Linked DNA regions of Mus musculus: regions 1 and 3 are each linked to region 2. A link is a contact called in public HiChIP or PLAC-seq data. All regions are on one chromosome and are shown on one strand. Each heading gives the region's core, a stretch centred on a gene start, on an enhancer-like site or on the middle of the called end of the contact. The rest is flanking DNA. Distances are from core to core; before and after follow the strand shown.

What was found. HiChIP or PLAC-seq counts read pairs in DNA pulled down with a chosen protein or histone mark.
Region 1: an H3K27ac HiChIP or PLAC-seq map of embryonic stem cells shows a contact between it and region 2, with 5 times the contacts expected there. The contact joins two enhancer-like sites. A contact is called at or near these places in 1 of 15 datasets of contacts at CTCF or cohesin (the NIH/3T3 cell line), 4 of 484 Hi-C or Micro-C datasets (all in embryonic stem cells) and 4 of 115 datasets of contacts at active chromatin or transcription factors (all in embryonic stem cells).
Region 3: an H3K27ac HiChIP or PLAC-seq map of embryonic stem cells shows a contact between it and region 2, with 4 times the contacts expected there. The contact joins two enhancer-like sites. A contact is called at or near these places in 8 of 115 datasets of contacts at active chromatin or transcription factors (cardiomyocytes, embryonic stem cells, extraembryonic endoderm stem cells and 2 more) and 1 of 9 other capture datasets (adipose tissue).

The regions. Positions count from the first base shown.
Region 1 is chr13:9,308,090-9,312,383 of GRCm38.p6, forward strand. All of the region lies in intron 1 of Dip2c (disco interacting protein 2 homolog C), which reads left to right. Among named protein-coding and RNA genes, the nearest start is that of Dip2c, 34 kb to the left of the region's middle. Within about 2 kb of position 2,897, at least 7 of the 459 cell types and tissues checked have an H3K27ac peak or open chromatin away from gene starts, as enhancers often do. A contact at or near this core is called in embryonic stem cells, where this site is marked.
Region 2 is chr13:9,629,984-9,634,441 of GRCm38.p6, forward strand. All of the region lies in intron 29 of Dip2c (disco interacting protein 2 homolog C), which reads left to right. Among named protein-coding and RNA genes, the nearest start is that of Gm36423, 42 kb to the right of the region's middle. Within about 2 kb of position 2,903, at least 2 of the 459 cell types and tissues checked have an H3K27ac peak or open chromatin away from gene starts, as enhancers often do. A contact at or near this core is called in embryonic stem cells, where this site is marked.
Region 3 is chr13:9,153,113-9,157,055 of GRCm38.p6, forward strand. The region is part of intron 11 of Larp4b (La ribonucleoprotein domain family, member 4B); the gene reads left to right. Among named protein-coding and RNA genes, the nearest start is that of Larp4b, 61 kb to the left of the region's middle. Within about 2 kb of position 2,344, at least 16 of the 459 cell types and tissues checked have an H3K27ac peak or open chromatin away from gene starts, as enhancers often do. A contact at or near this core is called in embryonic stem cells, where this site is marked.

The DNA.
Region 1 (4,294 bases), core at 1,647-4,146, 320 kb before region 2:
AAGGCCTTTACTTGTTGGCATGATCTGGTGGGCCCTCTTTGGTAGTATTTTCTGTAGCAGCCTGTGCGTCTTTTTGTAAAATTTAGTATTGTCTCTTATGTAAATAGTTGAACATGTTTGTTACCTGTCACACCCTCAATGGATTATACCTATAGGCAATATTCTTATGATTTCTCTGCATTCTCTCTCTCTCCCTTTTGTTGGAGAAAAAGTATATGATGAATGCCAAGCATCCTGTAAAATCAGAGCCTCTTCATTATTTGAGGTTGTATTTGAACAGGAGTGGAAAACACCCTCATCTTTGGAAAGCCAAACCTTTGAGTATTTTGAATTGTAAGTGACTCCATGTGTCTGGGGGAAAGCATTCCTAAAGTTTCTTATTTTCCTTTTTTCATTGGGTGATTGTTTCAGAAATTTCTAAATTCATTATCGGGAATGAGTAGCCCAAGATTTGGCCAGCAGACATGAAGGATGAAAGCCCAGCTGGGAAATATCCTGTGTAGTAGCTGTGCTAAGGAGAAATGTGGCAGAGGATTACAGGATTCTTCCGGAATTCTCTTGCTGCCTTCAGTCTTTGATTAGTGTCTTAGTTACTGTTCTATTGCTGTGAGAGACACCGTGACCTCAGTAACTCTTATAAAGAAAAACTTTTAATTGAGGCTTGCTTATAGGTTCAGAGGTTTGGTCCATTGTCATCATGGTGAAAGGCAAGGCAGCAAGCAAGCAGACAGGTGTTGGAGAAATAGCAGAGAGTTCTACATCCAGATCCACAGGAAACAAGAAGAGAGACGTACTGGGTCTGATTTGGGCTTTTGAAACCCCCAAACCCCCACACATAACACACTTTCACCAACAAGGCCACACCTCCTGATTTGTCCTTATTCCCTCCCTGAGGACCAAACATTCAAATGTATGAGATTCTGGGGGCCATTCTTATTCAAACCACTCAATTAGCATATTCTTTTTTTTTTCCTTTTTTTCTTTCTTTCTTTAAATCCGCCTGCCTCTGCCTCCGGAGTGCTGGGATGAAAGGCGTGTGCCACCACGCTGGGTTTGAGGGGTGTCTTCCAATTGTACTTAGTTGTAGCCTCCCAAGGAGTGGAGTGGGTTTTTGGGAAAGTGGAGTAGAATGTTCTTTGGGAAAGGTGCCTGCGATGTTGCTCTAGACCTGCCTCTTTCTGTAGGAGCATTTTCTTCTGAAAAGATAATTTGGAGGGCATCTGTTAATCTAAATGTAATTAGCAGAGGGCATCCCTCAGATAAGAGGATTGGAGCCATTTTGATGAGCTATTTATTTCATTCTTTTTTTTTTTAAAGATTTATTTATTTATTATATGTAAGTATACTGTAGCTGTCTTCAGACACTCCAGAAGAGGGTGTCAGATCTTGTTACAGATGGTTGTGAGCCACTATGTGGTTGCTGGGATTTGAACTCCGGACCTTCGGAAGAGCAGTCGGGTGCTCTTACCCACTGAGCCATCTCACCAGCCCCTTATTTCATTCTTTTAAAGAGAATGGTTTTACAAGCTCAACAACTAAACTTAAAGAAAAATTCGTTATTTTCTTTGGGCTGTCTGCCTTACTATGAGGTTATAAATTATTGAGGGTTAAGAGGCTAGACCACACTTTGTGGTTCCTCTATTTCTCAGTCTGGTAGAAGACTTTTTTTCTTACCCAAAGAAATATATTCTTTTAATGTGTCTGAGCCAAGGCATTTTAATGAGAGATTTAAAGTGCTTGCTTTAGTTTCTGGGAAATGATTAAACTAACAAGATTAAGAATAAGACTTGTGGGGCTGGAGAGATGGCTTAGCGGTTAAGAGCACTGACTGCTCTTCCAGAGTTCAAATCCCAGCAACTACATGGTGGCTCACAACCATTTGTAATGAGATCTGGTGCCCTCTTCTGGTGTGCCTGAAGACAGCTACAGTGAACTTATATATAATAAAGAAAGAAAGAAAAGACTTGTTGGCCAGGTATGGAGGTGCATGCCTTTAATCCCAGTGCTTGGGAGGCAGAGTCGGGTGGATCTCTGTGAGTTTGAGGCCAAGCCTGGTCTACAGAGCAAGTTCAGGACAGCCAGGGCTTGTTACACAGAGAAACTCTTGTCTCAAAAACCCAAAAGAAAAAAAAAAAAGCATAAGACTTTTGATATAGTTAATATAAGACATTGACAAAGTAGTAGTAGCAGCAGCAGCAGCAGCAACAAAAACAACAACAACAAGAGCAATCTATTGCTGCTGGTGCCAGAGGGCTGATGACTTCACATACTTTACCTGCTGAGGCCCTGCTTGACCTAGAAAGGCTCACTCCTGAAGATTTCTGTTGGATACATGTCAGATCGCAGAATATCTTTGATATTTATTTATTTGCTTAGTTTTGAGACAAGTGTAGTTGTTGCCTGCAATTTACTTTGAACCTCTGATCTTCTGCCTCTGCTTCTTGAGTTCTGATAGTACAGGTGGAAGCCACCATACCCAGTTCATATAGTGCTGAGTTCAAACCTAAAGCTTTGTGGATGTTAGGCAGGTACTCTACCAACTGGGCTATGGCTTTAGCCTCCTACCCCCTCCCCCCTTTTTAAACACAGCCCAGATTGTTTTAAAATTCCTTGTGATATGGAAGGTGACTTTGAACTCATGATTATCCTATCCCTGTCTTGTAAGTGTTAAGATCCCAGGACTGTGCCCCTGAGTTTGGTTTGTTTTTGTTTTAAAAGTTATTTGCTTTTAATTGTCACTAGAGTGCTTTGTTCACTGTTAGATCTTGAGGTACAATTTGAGACCCTGGTGGACAGGCATTGTGGCTCTTCTGTTGTATCTTGGGTGGTGCCCAGAGTAGCTCTAGGTACTAAGGTGTGCTTGGTGACATTCAAAGGCCTGTAGCACTCTGTGGATGCCTTTCCCTGGGTTTCTTTACAGCTGTCTCTGTGGAGTGCCTGGAAGTGGAAGGAATCAGGAGAGGGTGTGGTATGGCTGCTTGGGATTTCTCCGAAGCCTTTTATTTCAGTGGCTAGCCTGGTAAGAACACTTTTCTCTCCCCTCCCCAGGTTAAACAATTGTTTAATGAAGTTTGTCTCTTTACTTGGATTGGGGCAGTACTTATTTAAATGCTATCTTTGTCTTTTAGGCCCAGACCTGTTGATTCTCTAGTGAGTGGAAGAAACCATGTAGAAGTCTCAAATGTCTTGATAATACAGATTTCTTGGAGCATTTCCTTAAAACATTGCAAGCAGCACATGTTATATACCTGAGAGAATCCATTTTCTCAGTATATTCCACAGTGCTATGGGACTACAGGCTGTGTGTGTAAAGTGGCTGGCATGAGGGTTGTGGTGTAGGACAGTTATGCTGCTACAGGATTGAAGTTTATCATAAACATTTAAAGAGATTATTTAGTTGTCAAGTCGTTGTAGATTTTTTATTTCAGCCATTAAAGTTTTTCAGAATGTTACTTGCTGTTGGAATTCTGGTGGTTTCATGAATTTACCCCATCAACATATTTTCTGGCAAGCTCCTATTTATGGTTGATGGACAGTAGCCCAGTCACATGTCCTGCTACATTGTGTCTCCCTACAAGCAACTACCAGAGGCTGATTCCCTTTCCTTACCAAGCATTTCAGCTCAAAGCTGCCTTATACTGGAAGGAAAATGCACTCTAGTCCCAGTAGCCTCTGGGGAGTGGACTTGTGGAGTATGTGTCAGGCTTATATTAAAGAATATTCAGAGCTGGCTGCATTTGCATGCAGGGCATTTCTCCTACCTGCTTCACATGGCAGGGGTCTTTCCTCACTTTGTTAAGTTAATAAAGCCCAGGGAAGGCTCAGGACTGCACAATGTGGATGCATGTGTGTTTGGAGATATGCAGGGACATGTGGCACTCACCTGGGCAAACAGCCCTTGGCTTTCTGTGTATCATTTCTGTATCCTGGCCCCAGACCCAGGATCTGACGGTCAACATATCTGGCATATTGCTGTTTGGGAAACTGGAGAAATTGCAGTGGTCTCCCAAATGACATTAGAGAAATTAATTGAGTTTGTCCATAGTGTGGGTTACACGCACATGACTTACTAGCTGTAGAGATGGCATATCAGATCTTGCATACCTGTTTTGAGGAGTGGGTATTTTGTTTTCTAGGTAACAAAGATATTTTCTAGTCATAAGTGAATGGTTTTAAATATGAGATGTCAATGATGTATATCCTAAGCCTAGAAATATTCAATATGAACTGAGATGCTTATTAAGATTTCAGACCCAGAGCTGAGGCCCATATTTTGTGTACCAAAGCAGACCTG
Region 2 (4,458 bases), core at 1,653-4,152:
CTATGTATAATGTTCATTAGTATGCTACAAATTGATGTCCCTGAATTCACATTCTGACCCCCGTGTTTTTGTGCTAGAGCTCAGATCAAATAGTTCATTAATTCTGGTGTATATTGTTGAGAAATTGAGTTGTAGGTTATTTGTATTTAATGTTCTTTAATTTGGATCTCCTTATGCTAGCAATTCAGAAATTTAAATTGGGGAGTTATGGATATGGTAGATTGTCAGAACTAAGAGAGAAAAGCATTATAAGGTTATATAGCTCAGTTTTTAGTCCCTAAGATATTAGACTCAAATTATTAAGCTTGTTTAGTGGTACTGAAAAGTCCTTAGTGTAAATGAGTACCTGTTTAAATCTCAGTTTCAATAAAAAGCCTCTAAGAACATCTAATTAATGTAGCATTGTTGGGGCCGGCCTGCGGCTCTAATGTCCGGGTTCGAGCCTGGGAGGCAGCCTGGAGCTGAAAGAAAAGGAAACTAGGCAGAGAGAGAGAGATGGAACCAAGACAGTATTCTGATCAAGGCTCAAATTTTTTAATGGCAGACACGCTTTTTAAAGGAGAGGAGAAAGCCCATTCCAAATCATCCTTGGAGCCCAGCTGCAGGTGAGCACATGTAGGCTCCAGAACAGCTAGGCCGACTCCCAGCAGGTAGCAGCAGCGGCAGTGGCAGAACAATAGAGTGATCCAGGGAGGCAGGCTCCACCCTAAGTAATCTCCTCAGTGACAACAAAGTCAAGGTGGCTCAGCCTGCTTCAGGCTTGTGGGAGGCTGCATAGCATTATGAATCTTGAATCATGAATGTTCTGAATACTGTTTGATATTAACAGAAACGCTGTGTTCCTTTGCTTCTCAGGATAGAAAGACACATAGCATTTTCTGGTAGGTGATTATGATTTATGGGATGTATAATGTGTAGCCTTGTTGGAGATTAGGCTCTTTCTGGTGTATGATCCTGGGTTTGGCCTGAAGGTCATATTTTTAAAGTATCTATACAGCTGAGATAAATTTTTCACTTATTCTGATTGCTGCTGAGTGCTACCTTGAGGCTTCTAATTAGAGACAATACACTAGCTAATAGGTAAGGCTCAAATTCAGAGTCATACCTAGTCAGACTCTGTAAGCTCATACTGAAGTGACAGCAAGCCCACTTGTTTAGGTAAAATCAGTCCAGGTGGGAATGCCATACTCCCCTGAGCATGATGAGAAAAGCTACACATTTCTAGGAAAAAGGCTAGGATGGGGTCATCATTCAACCTCTCACGCAGGAAGAGAAAGGAATGGGATGTCTATTTTAGCTGTGGTGTGCTCTGGAAATAATACCCAGTCTTCAAAACGTGTTCATAGGGTTGGAGCATTGGCTCAGTAGTTAAGAGCATATGTACTGCACTTGTAGAGGACCCAGTTTTGTTTTCCAGCATCTATAACAGGTATCACAACTGCCTGTAATTCAATTCCACAGAAATGTAGTGCCTCTGGCCTCCTCGGGCATTGCAACACTCATGTGCACCTGTGCATACATACATTTAATTAAACATAGACTAGATTTTTAATGTACATGGGTCTGATGAGGATAGGGTAATGCATAGGTAAAGCCCTTAAATGCATCTCTAGAGCTAAGAAGGCAAGTGCTGTGCTGCAGTCAGATCTGAAGTATGTTTTTTAATGGGTTAATTGGGGAGTAATATGGAAATGCTTTAAAAAAAATGATTGTTTGAAGCCCGTCTTATGTTAGCTTTGGACGCTTGTGGGAAATAGTATAAAAGCTTAGGTTCTGGATAAAAGAACATCTGAGTGTAAGTTTGTTCTCAAGGACTGAACTAAGCTCACATTCCATTGGGGAAAAAGTAACTTATAACAGGTAGTTGTTTAATAGTGTATATGTCTCTTATGCTTCATAGATATACCTGTGTAATGCTGTAAAGTGATCTGGAGAGATGGGTATGATGACTCAAACCTGTAACCTAGTACTTTTCAGCTCTAACAGAATGGCTGCCACAAGTTCAAGGCCAGCCTAAACTACAAAGCAAAACCTTGTCTCAAAAACAAACAAACAAACAAGCAAACAAACAACAAGCCAGGCAGTGGTGGCATACACCTTTAATCCCAGCACTCGGGAGGCAGAGGCAGGTGGATTTCTGAGTTCGAGGCCAGCCTGGTCTACAGAGTGAGTTCCAGAACAGCCAGGGCTACACAGAGAAACCCTGTCTCAAAAAAACCAAAACCAAAACAAAACAAACACAAAACCAAAAACAAACAAACAACAAAAAAGATCCTTAATAGATACCAATGGCAAATTAGTAAAAATATGTCCTTGTACGGGATATAAGAATTATTTACATGGGCTTTTACTGAATATGACATATTGACTATAAACATTTGCACAAACATTTGAGCAAATCAAATCACAGAGAAGTTTACAGCATAATAATAAAGTCTGGCTTTCTTTCTTTGAATGTACCTGGTCTTCTCATTCTGAAATTACTGACTGCATTGAAAAGGCTGTGCACAGGAGCACACATGGAGAAAAGTGTAGAGCAGAGACTGAAGGGAAGGCCACCCAGAGACTGTCCCACTGGGGATTCGTCCCATATGCAGTTAACAATCCCAGACACCATTGTGGATGCCAAGAAGTGCATGCTGAAAGGAGCCTGATCTGGCTGTCTCCTGAGAGGCCCTTCCAGAGTCTTACAAATACAGAGGTGGATGCTCACAGCCAACCACTGGACTGAGCGTGGGGTCCCCAATAGAGGAATTAGAGAAAGAACTGAAGGAGTGGAAGGGGGTTTGCAACTCCATAGAAGAACAACAATATCAACCAACCAGTCCCCCAAGAGCTCCCAGGGACTAAGCCATCAACAAAGGAGTACACATGGCTCTATCTGCATATGTAAGCAGAGGATGGCCTCCCATCAATGAGAGGAGAGGTCCTTGCTCCCATGAAGGATCAATAGATGCCCCAGTGTAGGGGAACTGAGGGTGAGGAGGTAGGAGTGGGTGAGTGGGTGGAGGAACATCCTTTTAGAAGCAGGGGGAAGAAGGGGGGGATAGGGGGTTTCCGGGAGGGAGGGAAACTGGGAAAGGGGATAACATTTGAAATGTAAATAAAGACAATATCCAATTAAAAAAAAAAGGCTATATGAAAGGTTGGGGTTTGCTATATTTCCACTTCACAAAAATAACTGAAAGTTTGATATGTTGAAATAGAGAGAGAGAGATGAAAATTTGCTACCACTTCTGCTGTGTTCCCTCTACAATACTTCTCTACGTGAAGAATCATGTTCGAAATAAGTTTGTGGGCTCATTAGTCTTTTTTTTTCCTTAAAATTGATTTATGTATAAGTGCTCTATCTGCATGTACATCTGCATGCCAGAAGAGGGTATCGGATCCCAGTATAGATGGTTGTGAGCTACCATGAAGTTGCTGGAAATTGAACTCAGAACCTCTGGAACAGCAGACAGTTCTCTTAATGGCTGAGCCATCTCTCTAGTCCCTCATTTAGTTTTCTTAAATTTCTTGAGCCATCTGGGCTCTCTTAATTTTTGTTTCGAAATTTTTTGAATGAGATTGACCATATTAAAGGAGAAATGGCTTGTGATAGGAAGATTACAGGTACACAGCTACAGCACAGCAATGATGTGGGTTTCATCTATCAATTTTCATATAAGTAAAATATATCTTTAAATCTCACAATATTTATCTGACATCTTTTATTATAATAAATATGATCAAGTACTGCTAATTCACAATGATAAGCAAGCATTAAAAATAGCAGTTTGTGCCCTGTCTGGTCTCAGTTGATGTGTGGGAATGGGGTATGAGAAGTACTTCCCCTCCTCAAAAGAGAAGGGGAAAGTGGAATGAAGGGTGGGGTAGGACTTGTGTGAGGGGTACTGGGAGGAGAGAAAGGTCTGATAATGGGTTGTAAAGTGAATAAATAAATGAATTTTTAAAACTGGTGGTTTGAACAAATACTTTTGAATTAAAATTTGTTATCTTATTCTTTAAAGTATTTTTAAAAGTGCTGTTGTGTGGTGATTTGGATGTAAAACAGTACAGATTGACACACTCAGAAGGTCAAGTGTCTGACTTCTTTTGGCTCTCCTAATTTTCTTCCTATGTGATTTTCTTAATATTTTTGTATCTGGATTTTCTATTTATCTTACATATAAAAGTTTCTTGTCATCAATATGAACTAACCAGGACCCCAGAGCTCCTTGGAACTAAACCACCAATCAAAGAAAACACATGGTGGAACTTGTGGCTCTAGCTGTATATGTAGCAGAGGATGGCCTAGTTGGTCATCTATGGGAGGAGAGGCCCTAGGTCCTGTGAAGGTTCTATGCCCCAGTATAGGGGAATGCCAGGGCCAGGAATGGGAGTGGGAGGGTTGGGGAGCAGGGGGGAGGGGATAGGGGATTTTCGGAGGGGAAACTAGGAAAGGGGATAACATTTGAA
Region 3 (3,943 bases), core at 1,094-3,593, 480 kb before region 2:
GGAATATAAATTAGTTCAGGCACCATGGAAATCAGTGTAGAGATTCTGGGAAAACAGTAAAAGTGGACCTGGAGTAGCATCTAGTTTACCACCCATGGCATACATCCAATGGAATAAATACCTTAGACAGTAGAGGTGTCTGCACATTCATCTGCATTGTGAACTATACACAGTGGCCAAGTCTGGAAATCACTTTAGGTGCCTGTCAGTTAGTGAATAGATTAATAGAGAACCATGTGCTAACTGTTGAGAGGATCTCTTGTAAGCCATCTGTCAATAAAAAAGCAGGAAATAGGAAGTGGGACACTTGCAAGAAGAGAGGATTCTGGCTAATAGTAAGAGGAAAAAGAGACTAGGGGAAGAGATGAGTGATGGACATCAGGTAGATGAACCTGGAGAGAGACTGAGGGAGACGCTGAAGAGGCGAGAAGGAAGAAGTGGTCTGGGACTGAAAGAGAGACAACTAACCAAGTGGTAGATGTAGAATGATTTAAATGTAAATAAGAGCTAGACAGGAAATGAGCTAACACTTCTGGCCTAGCCATTTAATAATAACTAATTAGTCTCAGAGTCATCATTCCAGGAGCAAGACTGGGAAAGGAAAAACAGATATATATACACACATACATACACACACACACACACACACACACACACACACACACACACACACACACACACACACACACACACATTCAGCCATAGAGAAGAACTACATCACATCATTTGCAGGGAAAAAAAAAGATGGATCCAGAGTAAGCAAAATAATGCTAGATCCGACAAGTGCTTGTGGTTTTCTCACAGGCGGGGCATGAAGGTTGGGGGAGGGGGTGTTTGGTTTTGGGAGGGTCCAGCGTGGGAAGGAGGGCAGAAGAGGCGTAGGAGGGCCAGGTGGCCACGATTGAGCGCATGTACATGTGGAGGAGAGTGCCCAGTGAAGCCTTTGCACTGTACAAACGATACAGGCCGGGAGGAGGCAGAAGGAAACAAACGCCTGCCTCTTTTTGAGTTCTAATGAGAAGGAAGTATGTTTCTAAAAAGGGTACACTTTCTGTGGGCACAGACCCTTGGCTATGTGGTTGCATCTCCCAGAAGTGTCAGATCTGTAGAGGAATTGTCCCAGTAGTGCTCTTCCCCCACGTGCCTGCCGCACAGGCCTGCCTTGCCGAGGTCTTCCTGCAGTGGCATACTCTTGTCACCTCTTGTCATACTCCTTGTCTAGATACCTTTTCTGTTGTTTTATATCCAGGTTTTCGCATTTAGGCCCTTTTCTGAGGTATGTTATGTGTAAAATTATGTATGAGTTTAAGCTGGAGTTTTGTTTGTTTGTTTGCTTGTTTTGTTTTTTCGAGACAGGGTCTCTGTGTAGCCTTGGCTGTCCTGGAACTCACTCTGTAGCCTATACTGGCCTTGAACTCAGAGATCTACCTGCCTTTGCTGGGATCAAAGGAATTAAAGGTGTGTGTTACTACTACCAGAATGGTCTTGCCACATTTAAAGTCTCCTAAACTTAGGTCTGAGTTAAGAGGCTCTTGTAGCATGTAATTTTCTTTGTCTTAATTTTTAAGTTAACCGACAAGGTGTAATGGGTCTTACTACTGCATTGTGGTGCCTGTGTATTATTATGTTTGTTCCCACTAATTCTCTTCTCCCATGCCCCCCACTTTCTCCTCTCCGAGAGTCGCCTCTGCTTAATGCTAGTGTGTTACCTCTGCTTTTCCCTCCTCTCTCATGATCTTCCTCCTAGGTTCATGGTCTCTTCCCTGCATCTGCCTACCACCCTTCAAGGCTAGGTTCCAAATATTAAAGAAAATGCACAGTACTTATCTTTGTAAGGTTTGGTTTGCTTCACATAATAGGATGGTTCCGTTTCCTGGCTCTTATAAATAAAAGCAGTAATAAACATGGGTATGTGAATACTCAAGGGGAATATAGCTGGGTCACGTGGTAGTTTTGGTGTCCAGACTGGTTTCTATAGATAGTGTAAATTGGCTACACCATCTACACTAGTGGCTAGTTAGAGTTCCTCTTTTTTTTTCCCCCCAATTTTTTATTAGGTATTTACTTCATTTACATTTCAAATGCTATCCCAAAAGTCGCCCATACCCTCCCCACCCCCTGCTCCCCTACCCACCCACTCCCTCTTTTTGGCCCTGGCGTTCCCCTGTACTGAGGCATATAAAATTTGCAAGACCAAGGGGCCTCTCTTTCCAATGATGGCCGACTAGGCCATCTTCTGCTACATAATGCAGCTAGAGACATGAGCTCTGGGGGTAGGTCAGCATTTGTATCCTTCCCTATCCCGGGCTCAGAAAGAGTCTGTTTTTGCATTCCCTGAGGCTGAGGCTGCGGGTGCCTTTTCAAGTGTAAACTTGCCAGTCAGTGTTTCCTTTGAGGACTGAGTAGTGTCCAGTTCATTGGCCCATTTATTAGGTGGATGATTTGGGGTTTGGTGTTTAGTTTTAGATTTCTTCAGATATTCTAGATATTAATCCCGTGTCTGTTGTGTAGCTGGGAGAGACTTTTTTTAAGCAGTATATTTTTTATGGGTTGTGGAGTTTGTCAAGTAGTGGATTCCATAAAAGTATTTTCGTCACTTTAATTTTTTAGTCAAGGAATGATATGTTAGCTCTAATAGCTATTTTAAATCAGAATGTCTGTTTCCTGTTAGTATGGAAGAAAATTGCTTAGGTTCTCCCTCCCTTTCCTTCTTCCTTTTCTCAGCTGTATGGGACCTGTATTTCTTTCAGTTCAGTGAAAGATCATGGGAGGAACTGGAAGGCCTCAGGCAGCTAAGTCCTTGGAAAGTAATGTGTTTACTTGGAGAGTATTTGAAACCGCATGCCCCAGAGGCAGAAAGGTGATCTCACTCTTCTGTCTTGTTGTTATTGGTGGTGATGCTGGTGATGGTGATGATAGTGATGGTTATGTTTTCGTGCCCATGTGCAAGAGTGTGAAGTTGGTGCTCTCCTTCTGTCTTTATATGAGTTCTAGAGATGGATTGAACTCAGTCACCAGGCTTGAACAGCAGGTGTCTTTACCCTTCCGGAGCCATCTCACTGTGTCCCCCACCCTTGGTTTTGATTTTGGTTTTTTTAAGAGGTTTCTCTGTAACCTGACTATCCTGGACACGGACACACACACACACAACTCACGCAGGCCATTAGGATCCTTCTGCAGTAAAGCTTTACGAGAGATAGATGATCAGCTTCAGGAGAGGAGACCCAGAGGGCAGAAAACCCTTCCCTTATATAGGCTGCGAAGTACGGTTAGAAGTACGGTTGGAGACGTGCACCACCAGGATTGGCTGCCCACCTTCAGCCAGATGAAGCCACGAGAGAGGCAGGGCTCAGGTAATGGAAAGATACCCTGACGCCTGCGCACATTTTACTACGAGCAACTAATGTCAGCGCCATCTTGTAACGGCGACTGTGAGGGCGGCTCCTCACAACATACCACACCACACTACACACACACACACCACACACACACACACACCACTACACACATACACACACACACACCACACACCACACACATACACACACATACCACACCACATACTACACTACACACACACACACATGCCTGTGTGAACCAATGGAGAGATCTGCCTGCCTCTGCCTTCTGAGTGTTGGGTTTAAAGGCATGCACTATCATGCCTGGCAACACTGAGTTTTTAAAAGTGTGTGTCTTTGTGTCTGTAGCTGGACACATGCTAGGATATACATGGACCAGTCAGAGGACAACGGACAACTCTCAGGAGATATCCCTCTGACATCCGAGGATTGACCTGAAGTGGTGAAATCTGTGTCCCGAGGCTGCTGAGTTTTACCTTAATTTTATGTGTTAAGATGTTAAAAGCAGTCGAGTGGTACTTAGAATCCTGCATTTAAGCTCTTAAACTTTTTAAAAGTACATTTAGCTCAAATCTTGAAGCCAT